Regions from separate parts of the Sus scrofa genome. Here regions 2 and 3 are each linked to region 1. A link is a contact called in public Hi-C data. All regions are on one chromosome and are shown on one strand. The core of a region is the stretch at or near the end of the contact, and the rest is flanking DNA. Distances in the headings are between cores, read along the strand shown.

Region 1 (3,428 bases), core at 325-2,824:
ATCCAGAAAGTGAGAAAGCGCTGCCGGCCCTCGAGGATCACCAGAGAGCAGATCCCATTCCTAAGGCTGGGAAGGATCCCAACAACCCGACAGCGATTCCCACCCCGCACCCCACCTTTTCTAGACTCCCAGACGGCCAGGAGGCTCTAAAAAGCCCTGCGGGAAAAATAAAGATTTCTTTCCCAGAGTCCTGCGCTGCTTTTGCAAGTCGGATTCCGGCAGGCACGATCTGCAGCCCGATAATGACACAGTCTTTGGAAGGAGCGCCTGTTCTCATCTCGCTCGCTTCGAGTTCTGGGACGACTGGCCACCCGCGCCGTGCCCCGACGGGCGGGCGTCCGACCCCGGCCCCGCTGCCAGGCCAGCGGCGCCCCGGCCTGGGGCCCTCCTCCCCTCCGCCGGCCCCGCTGCGGTCTGCAAACATTTCCTGCTCCCGCCCCCACCCCCACCCGGAGCTTCCCAGTTGGAGCGAGTTGGGCTCGCAGCCGGGTCAGCGCTCGCAGTTGCCACAAGTCGGCTCCCCCGGCCACTGGGGCCGGGGAAGGGGACCCCCGTCTGCCTCGGAAGCAGCCATCAGGGAAACCTAGGCGCCAGGAGCCGTGGGAGGTAGCTCAGGAAGCCCAGTTCTCGCGCAAGAAGGCGGACAACTGGCTGGGCGCCGGTGGCCCTGCTCCCTTCCCGGTCGTTACCTGCTCGCTTGCGGGGGTGTCCCGGGGCGGTCGGCCTCTCCCGGCGCTGTCTCCCCACACAGTTGCCCATGCTGGCTCTTCAGCCGGGCCCCATGCACCGAAGGCGACGGGATGGTCCGCTGCTCCGCGGTCCTGCCCCGGACGGCGGCGTCCCAGGTCAACGGCTCCGACCGCCCGGCATCGGGCGCTTCCCGATCTCCCCCCTGCGGCGCGCTCTACCCCAGCGCCGGCTTCGCCACAAACTTTGCGGGCAAGGAGAAAGAGGGAGGTGGCCGACTCCCCAACACAGTCCCAGGTGGCCGGGCCAGGGGGGCCCGCGACGGTGCCCGGCTGGAGACCAGCTCCGCTGAAGGGGCGGAGAGAGGGGGCGGGCACCGCCGCTGTTACTCCCGGCTCGCTCGGGGCTCCCAGCTGGGGCCGGCCCCCCGGAGCCTGTCACTCACCTGCCTAACCCCGCCCCAGCCCAGCCCTGCTCCCTGCCGCCGGCTCGCGGTGCCCGCGCCGCCGCCGCCGCCCGCCCCAGGTGCGCATGTGACCGACGGCACCGCCCCCTCGGGCCGGGCCTGGTTTTCTCATTGGTTCCCCCCAGGGTGCGTACCGCCCCTCGGCCCCACCCAGACAGGTGCCCGCCCCGCCGCGGGTCTCCCGGGAAGCTGGGCCGGGAATTATTCGCCCTCAATGGCCCCCGGCTGCGTGCCCAGCAGCCGCCTTCGCTCCCTGAGCCACCGCCCCGACTCCGGGCCCCGCCCCTTGGGGAGGGGCCGTCCCATCCCACCCTGGAACTGCCTGGCCTGGAGCCGGCAGGCACGTGATCCAGGGAGCGCCCCGCCCCCTCAGCCTTCGCCAGGCGATTGGCTCAGGAGGCGCGTGCGCTGAGAGGCCCATCCCGTGCCACCGCCCATTTCCCCTCCCACCGTCTCCAGTTCGCGTCATGGCCGCCGCCACCGCTCTGGAGGCGGTCGCGCCTACGGGCGCCCTGTGGGGCCTCGTGCAAGACTTCGTCATGGGTCAGCAGGAGGGCCCCGCAGACCAAGTGGCTGCAGGTACGGCAGACGGCGCCGCGCGGCTTCCGCTTGGGGGCCTCCAGGAGGGAGCGGCCTCAGCACGGGCGCCGGGCGGGAAGGGAGCGGTGACTTTGAGAGATTGGTCCCGGGCTGGTTGTGAGCACCGCGTGCTTAAGAACCATAACAAATTGCGAGTCGCTTGCAGTCTTCCTTAAAGCGCCCTTATGACCCTCGTTTTGGTTTATAGCCACCCTGTGCACCGGCCTGGGTTAGGAAAATCATTACCATTTCGCAGGTGTGGAAACTGAGGCCCAGAGAGGGCCAGAGGCTTCCTGGGGGAGTTGGGACTTGGACGCAGGTCCTCCAGTTCAGAATCAGGTGCTCACTCCGCGAAAGCACGTTGTTTCGAGGAAGTTGATGTGACGAGAAGCATCTTCGGCAGCATCAGCTCCAGTCGCGTGGCATGTTGGGAGTGGCCGCGCGACCCAATCTCTGACTGGCTGTAATTAATTGGAGAGAGGAGGAGAGAAACCAGCCTAGGGGGAGTTTGAGATGTTCTGCGTATCTCTTCCCCCCATTCTTGTTCAAGTTCTTGATTAATTTGCTTCGTGCCTTTTTTATGTGGTGTGTGTTTTTATATTTTTCCCAGAACTCCAATTTCCTGCTTTTCACCAGTTTAGGGATCTCTTAGTTCTGACAGCTTATCTAAAATTTGAGCGGAGCAAATGACAGATTTCCTTGAAATTCTGAGACTTCACTCTTTTAGAAAAAGAAAAATCTAAAAAGTTATTGAATGTTAGGAGGCCTTCGGACCTTGTGTCTATGTAATAGAATACAAAATAATCTTGTCAGTACAGATAAGTTTTGTCTTTATTTTTGGAAATTGCGCGTGTTTGGGGAGAAGTAAAGGATACATTTCTCTTGAAAAGTGAACACACTTGCTTTTAAAATATGTGGGAAATGAATAAAGTGAACCTGTCAGAAGTATAATACTTTGGGAGTTCCTGGTGGCTCAGGAGGTTAAGGATCTGGTGTTGTCGCTGCCATGGCTTGAGTGTGGCACTGGTTCGATCCCTGGCGGGGGAACTTCCACGTGCTGCCTGCTTAGCCAAAAAAAAAAAAAAAAAGGAGTTCCCGTCCTTACGCAGTGGTTAACGAATCCGACTAGGAACTATGAGGTTGCGGGTTGGATCCCTGGCCTTGCTCAGTGGGTTAAGGATCCTGCGTTGCCGTGAGCTATGGTGTAGGTCACAGACACGCTCGGATCCTGCGTTGCTGTGGCTCTGGCGTAGGCCGGTGGCTACAGTTCCGATTAGACCCCTAGCCTGGGAACCTCCATATGCCGCTGGAGCAGCCCAAGAAATGGCAGAAAGACACACACACAAAAAAGTATTATACATTATGGCAATATTCTACTTTCAGTCTTAGCACCATTATTGAACACATTATTCTTCAAACGCAGTGCTAAGCAGTAGGAACATAAATATCAATTAGATGAGATCTCTGCCTGCCAGGAACTTATAGTGTGGTGGGAGAAACAATCATTTGGACAGGTAGTATGCTACGCTACGAAAAGGGCCGTAAGAGGTATGTACAATATGACGTGGAACCAGCAAGGAGCAAATGCCTGATATAGCCATTCCGCTAAGCTTAACCTCTTACAGCTTTATGCAGTATAGTGTGTTTTCAGTGCTTCCAATTAACAATGGCAGTGTATTATCAATGTCATTTTCCC
Region 2 (3,187 bases), core at 466-2,965, 81 kb after region 1:
CGAACTGGGTCTGCGACCGACACCACAGTTTACGGCAACGCCGGATCCTTAACCCACTGAGTGAGGCCAGGGATCGAACCCGAAACCTCATGATTACTAATCGGATTCGTTTCTGCTGTGCCACCTGGGAACTCCTATGAGCCCAATTCTTGCCTCTCCTCATATCTAGAAAAACACTAAGATCCTTCATGATGACGAGATCAGCAGCAAAATGTCTGTAAATGCATGCTTGGCTGTGTCCACTTCCCCTTCCCCTTTATCACTTATACCTTGATATTTCCCCTTTCCTCTTTGGAGCACCAGAGCTGTCTGAAATACTGCCTCCTGGGCTATAGTGAAGTGGACAAAACAAAAGATGTCAAGGTCACCTCTGAGTGCAGCCACTCCCAAGGGTGAGCTGGTGAGCCCTGAGAGCACTCAGGAAAGAAACAAAGAAGACTGGCCCATAGCGGAGGTGCCTATCAAAGGAGTGATTTCAGTAAGCCCAGACCTTTACATCTTCCCAGAGAAACTGATTTTCTGTAAATATTTTCTGTAAATCTTTTGTTCCTACTACCTTCCCTTTGTTGCAAAAACTTGTATATATATCCCAGGTCCCCTCTCACCTCCTGGGAGCAGTTTTCTCAAGGCTACCTGAGATGCTGTCTGCCAGGCTTAAGTCCTAATTTTGCCCCAAATAAAACTTCAGGTTGTGCAATTTTTTCATCTTTATTTTTATTTTTTATTTTTTTCATTGTCAGCTGCCCCATGGCATATGGAGCTCCCGAGCCAGGGATCAGATCCGAGCCACAGTCTTGACCTAAGCCAAAGCTATGGCAATGCTGGATCCTTAACCCACTATGCTGGGCTGGGTATGGAACACTGGACCCATTGCTCCCAAGATGTCACAATCCCATTGTGCCACAGCGGGGATCCTGTGCAATTTTTTAAAGTTGACAGATATTTAGAACCTAATCAGCCAAAAGCTCCAGGATCAAATGTCTGACAAAATTAGATTTATTGATTTGAAATGAGGGAGGGAATTCCAGAGGAATCTTGAAATTCTGCCCTGCAAGAGAAGGGAGGGAAGGTCTTTTGTAAAGTTTGGCTCTAGATAAAGGATTTGTGGGAGGGAATCAGGAGAGTGGGAATCAGTTCTGGATTGGTTTCTGGTTTTGAAGTGGAATTAGAAGAGATTAATTTAGGGGGATTTGAGTGCTATCATAAGGCCAGGGGTGGTTTAGCAAGTGGATATCTCCATTATTAAATGAAAATAGCTAAGCTATTTTTTTCTTTTCTTTTTGGCCCCAACTGTGGCATGCAGCCACAGCAGCGGCAACCCCAGTTCCTTAACCCGCTGAGCCGCGAGGGAACTCCAGTTTGGAGCATCACTGGTTGCTTTTTCTTTTTTTTGGCCACGTCTTCCAGGCCAGGGATTGAACCCAAGCCACAGCAGCGACCTGAGCCACAGCAGTGACAATTGCAGGATCCTTAACCGCGAGGCCAGCAGGGACCTCCGATGTTTCTTTAACCTGCAAAGGAATTCCAGTTTTAGGACACTCCTCTGTAGCCAAGAACCGAAGCCTTGGACTAAGAGCCCTAGAGACTCGGCAGCACCAAAACTTCCTCCCTAGAAGCAGATCTCTCAGGAGCCCCTCCCTATCAGAACCTGGACGCTAGGTGAAACCGGATGTTGATGCTCTTGCCATGGTGACGGACGCGAATGCGGAAGTTACGCCAGAGGAAGAGGAAGTGAAGTGGGCTGCGGACCCACGTGGGTCCTGCGCGTGTTTCTAGGTCCCTGGAACTTAGTCCTTTAAAGTCACTCTCGGCTTAGTCGACATGGGTCGCTCGGGGAAGTTGCGCTCCGGCGTCTCGGCCAAGTTGAAGCGCTGGAAGAAAGGCCATAGCAGCGAAAGCAACCCTGCCATCTGCCGTCACCGCCAGGCCGCCCGCAGCCGCTTCTTCAGTCCGCCCTCAGGTAGCAGGGTGACAACCCAAGGCATTGCGGGCGGAGGGGTTCTGGGCGGGGCTGGATCCTGATGGATCTGAGCCTTCTGGAGGCTTTGGGGAGCAACCATCGGCCTTTCCTCTCTTAAAATGTTCAATCTGGAGCCTGCTGTAAAGGTCCACCTTCCCCATTTAACAGATGCAGAAACTGAGTCCACAGGAGGGAAATGACTTGGCTAGGGTACCAGGAGTATCATAGTCAGTACTCTCGGCTGGAATTAACCTTAGTGACTCTTTGCGAGTCGCTTTCATCTTAATCTCTCAACCAAGCCCCTCGCCGCAGCCCCTAGCTGACTCCTACCGGCGAAACTTTTACCTGGAGGGTTCCCTTTCTGAGTTAAGTTCTAGGTGTACAATGGGATAATGAGGCAGACCGCGTTCGGAATTTAGCCTCTCGGGTTGGGGGCCTGGACTCCACAGGTTTGTTTCCTAGGGTTCTTGTTCTCTTGGCCAAAAGGCGGCTTGGGTTAAAATAAGGGCCTTACCCTATGCCCCCGGTTCTCAGGAAAGAGCAACCTGACAGTTGATGCAGTGAAGTTGCATAATGAGATGCAGTCAGGGTCTCTGCGCCTGGGCAAAAGTGAAGCCCCTGAGACAGTCATGGAAGAAGAAGAGGTGGCCCCGGCTCTCACAGAGAAATCTTCAGGCACCTTCCTGAGTGGCCTCTCCGACTGCACAAATGTCACCTTCAGCAAAGTGCAGCGCTTCTGGGAGTCTAACTCGGCTGCCCACAAGGAGGTAAGGGGGAGGGTCAGGGCAGCAGGAGGCTAGTGAGGGGGGCCAGTTGGACTGTTGATTGGTGACAGCAGCTGGAATCTATGGATATTGTGTCCTGCCCTTTTTGTCCTCTACTCATTTCTTCTTCTGGGGCAGTTTCCACTACTTTTTTTTTTTTTTTTTCCCACCCGTCTTTTATCTTTTTAGGGCCGCACCAGTGGCATATGGAGGTTCCCAGGCTAGGGGTCCAACCAGGGCTGTAGCCGCCGGCCTACGCCACAGCCACAGCCACAGCCACAGCAATGCCAGATCCAAGCTGCCTCTGTGATCTACACCACAGCTCACAGCAGTGCTGGATCCATAACCCACTGAGCAGGACCAGGGATCGAACCCGAGTCCTCATGGATGCTAGTCGGGTTTGTTAACCATTGAGCCATGACAGGAACTCCCAGTTTCCACTACTTCTTTTTTTTTTTGTCTT
Region 3 (3,248 bases), core at 396-2,895, 120 kb before region 1:
ATCCTGGCCACTCAGCACCACCCATCTGACACACAGGGGAAATTTAAGAGAGCTCTGATACCCACCCTTCTAATAACTATAACAATAATATATTTTTCCAATAAACCATACTGGTCCAGCCGAGAACTTTAACAGGGAAGACTTGATATTTTTTTGACTCACTGATATTCCAAAGATACCTCTAGTTTGATCTAAATGCCTTAAATTCTTCTGCAATTATCAAAAGTATAAAAGTCACTTGTCAGCTGCCCTGATCGCTTCATGCCCCATTCCTTCCCATCCCCAACCTCCTTTAAATACATGCCAGTGATAAAACAGAGGTCAGCCAAACACTTCGCCTTCCTGAAAAAAGCAAACTTCTGAGTGTCCTAGGTAAAAAGTGAAGGTTAAAAGGTAGTTGATAGTCCCATGTTTCTCAAACTTCACATTCTAAACTGAGGAACCATAAAAGAGGATTTGAACAATTTCACAGAAGTGAGCAATGATCAGTACATATGAAACTGGTGAATCCACCCACTCTATCACCAACGTCTGCCAATAAGAGACCTGGGACGGTAGCAGGAGACATCTCCACAGCACAGAAAGATGGAAAAGAACCCTCAGAGCCCCTTATGGGTCACCCATTCTCCTCAATGCACAGCGACAACACTGGTTCTGTCCATAAAGAGAGAACGGGCTTAAATTTGTTAAGTCAGTGGACAAATAGCAGTCTCTATAGTTTAAAGCTCAGGAACCTAGTAGAAAGCAGCATTTCCCCGCGTTTCTGTCCAGAGGCCGATTGCCCCACCACACTGCCGGGCCCTTCGCCTGTATCTGGTCAATTTCCTCTTTTCATTTTCCGCTCCCTCCTCCCCTACCAAATAAGTTCTGATTTATTTCTTCATTCCGCAGAGCTTCTCCATCTCCAGTCCTCAATGGCACTCCAAAATCCTGCCAAGAGGCTCGGCACTATGAAGTTTATCCCTTTTGCAGCCTTTCAGCCCCCCTTCTCCCTATGGCTGTGCGAAGCCTCAAACTCGCCCGGCAGGCCCACCCTCCCCGAAGCCCGCGGCCTCGGTCCCCAGCCCGCTCTCACCCCCTGAGGGTCTTTGACGAAGTAGCTTCCGCTGGAGCCCTGGTAGATGCGCTCGGGGAAGATGCAGCGTTCTATGGCTAGCTCGGCCTGCCGCACCACCGCCTCGAACTCGGGGTCCTCCGGGAACTCGTTCCGCTCGCGGTGGGCCTGCGCGGCATGAGCCGCCGCCGCGGCCTGGGCGGCCAGGGCTTGGGCCTGTGCCGCCACGGTTTGGGTTTGACACTGGGCCGCCGCGCCCCGGGCCCGATCCAGCAGTGGCTGTCTTTCCCGGTCGTGGCCTGGTGAGCCCGGCGGAGAGGGGGCTGGGCCGGCCGCCGACGCCACGCGGACCGCGCCCCCCGGCACCTGCGGAAAGTGAGCGCCCGAGCTGGACGGGAAGGTGTAGTCCGGAGGTTGGGCCCGCTCGGGGGACACTAGTGGGCTCGTCTCGTCCATCCCTCAGGCCGCGGGCTCCGGGACCCGGTGCGCTCCACACAGCTGAGCTCCGGCCCGGACCAATCCGCGACACCCCCCAACCCGCGCCTGGCCAACCAGATTACGGTGCTTCTTGGCCCCGCCCCCACCCTCCCTGTTTACTTGGCGACGAGTAGGCACGACCCCTCGCGCGCAAACAGCAACCAATCAGAACCAGCGCCTACGCAATCGCGGCCTCCGCAGTTTTCGCCCGTCACCTTCTGTGAAGATTGCGCATGCTCCAAGAGTCAGCGGCGGGTCAGACACGCCCTCTGCTTTTTCGATCCTACTCTGCACTTAACTTCCGATTGCCTGCGCCTGTTTGGGAACCTTCAATAAAGCCGCCTACCTCATCAGTCAGTCTACTTGAGTGCCTATTATGAACGAGCTGAGAGACTGGAGAACTCTTGATCTGGAGTCGTTGCATCGTGCACTCATTCATTAAATATGTATTGAGCACCTCCTGTTTGCTGGAGAGACAGAAGAGAAGCAAAGAAACAAAAATTTCTACCTAAATAAAAAGTTTTTTTTTTTTTTTTAACTCTAGTCTTCATGTAGCTTACACACTGCCTGACCCAATGCTTAGAGCATATTTTTTTGGTTTTTTTCCTTTTTGTACTTTGAAGGCTGCCCCCGCAGCATATGGAGGTTCCCAGGCTAGGGATCCAATCGGAGCTGTAGCCGATGGCCTACGCCATAGCCGCAGAAACGCCAGATCCGAGCAGCGTCTGCGACCTACACCACAGCTCACCACAGCGCGGGATTCTTAACCCACTGATGGAGGCCAGATATCGAACCCGCGCGTCCTCATGAATGCTAGTCGGGTTCGTTGACCGCTGAGCCACCGTGGGAACTCCTAGAGCATATTTGTTAATTGAAGAAAGGTATGGTCCCATGAGACTAAAAAATTCCAGGAGTTCCTGTCGTGGCGCAGTGGTTAATGAATTCGACTAGGAACCATGAGGTTGCAGGTTCGATCCCTGGCCTTGCTCAGTGGGTTAAGGATCTGGCATTGTCATGAGGTGTGGTGTAGGTCGAAGACGCGGCTCGGATCCCTCATTGCTGTGGCTCTGGCGTAGGCCGGTGGCTACAGCTCCAATTAGACCCCTAGACTGGGAACCTCCATATGCTGCAGGAGCGGCCCTAGAAAAGGCAAAAAGAAAAAAAAAAAGAGTCCATGACCTTTTTTTCATCACTGTAAAACCTCAGTGTCTAAATGTACAGTGGGTGCTCAGTACATTTTTGTTAGTGGAAAAGAGGACCATGTAGTCCCTGCCCACAAGCTGAAGACACACAGCTCTCTGAGGCCTAGAAGAAAAAGAGCCGATATTGAGAGCTGGAAACTCCATATTAAAAGTTCAGTGACTTGGAGGTTGGTTGGAGAGTCAGCGAGGGCCTCAAGTTCAGCGTGTGCTGTGAGTTGTCTTAAAGGAGGAATGTAATTAGGTCACTGGAGGGCACAGTTACCCATGAAAAATTAGTCAGTATTCAATCTAAGAAAGAAATGGAATATTTTATTCAAAACAAACCTGAGGATTATAACGTGGGGGACAGTCTCTCAGAGAGGTCTGAGAACTGTCCTGAAGAGGTGAGGGGAGGTCAGTATATATGTGATTTTGAGGAATAGGTACTACAATCAAGCATACATCTTGGTAGAAGGTTATTGCTATTCACAAGCAACAGATACCTAGTTAACAGTTTTAGTGCTTTTCTAAGTATG

Evidence for each region. A called contact is a pair of places that touch in the nucleus more often than the background predicts.
Region 2: a contact with region 1 is called in a Hi-C map of skeletal muscle, with 6 times the contacts expected there. The contact joins the promoter of RRP12 here to the promoter of MMS19 in region 1. A contact is called at or near these places in 1 of 5 promoter capture datasets (liver), 3 of 47 Hi-C or Micro-C datasets (embryonic fibroblasts, liver and skeletal muscle) and 2 of 2 datasets of contacts at active chromatin or transcription factors (alveolar macrophages and skeletal muscle).
Region 3: a contact with region 1 is called in a Hi-C map of liver, with 4 times the contacts expected there. The contact joins the promoter of PI4K2A here to the promoter of MMS19 in region 1. A contact is called at or near these places in 4 of 47 Hi-C or Micro-C datasets (heart right ventricle, liver and skeletal muscle) and 1 of 2 datasets of contacts at active chromatin or transcription factors (alveolar macrophages).

The regions. Positions count from the first base shown.
Region 1 is chr14:108,884,733-108,888,160 of Sscrofa11.1, reverse strand. It overlaps MMS19 (MMS19 nucleotide excision repair protein homolog), which reads left to right and starts at 1,574. Exons shown (of 31, transcript XM_013990467.2): 1 at 1,574-1,732. The coding sequence starts at 1,621. It overlaps UBTD1 (ubiquitin domain-containing protein 1), which reads right to left and starts at 2,627. Exons shown (of 3, transcript XM_021074394.1): 1 at 1,979-2,627.
Region 2 is chr14:108,804,041-108,807,227 of Sscrofa11.1, reverse strand. It overlaps RRP12 (RRP12-like protein), which reads left to right and starts at 1,715. Exons shown (of 34, transcript XM_021072760.1): 1 at 1,715-1,960; 2 at 2,495-2,727. The coding sequence starts at 1,822.
Region 3 is chr14:109,006,540-109,009,787 of Sscrofa11.1, reverse strand. PI4K2A (phosphatidylinositol 4-kinase type 2-alpha) reads right to left here and starts at 1,645. Exons shown (of 9, transcript XM_001929034.6): 1 at 1,076-1,645. The coding sequence starts at 1,510.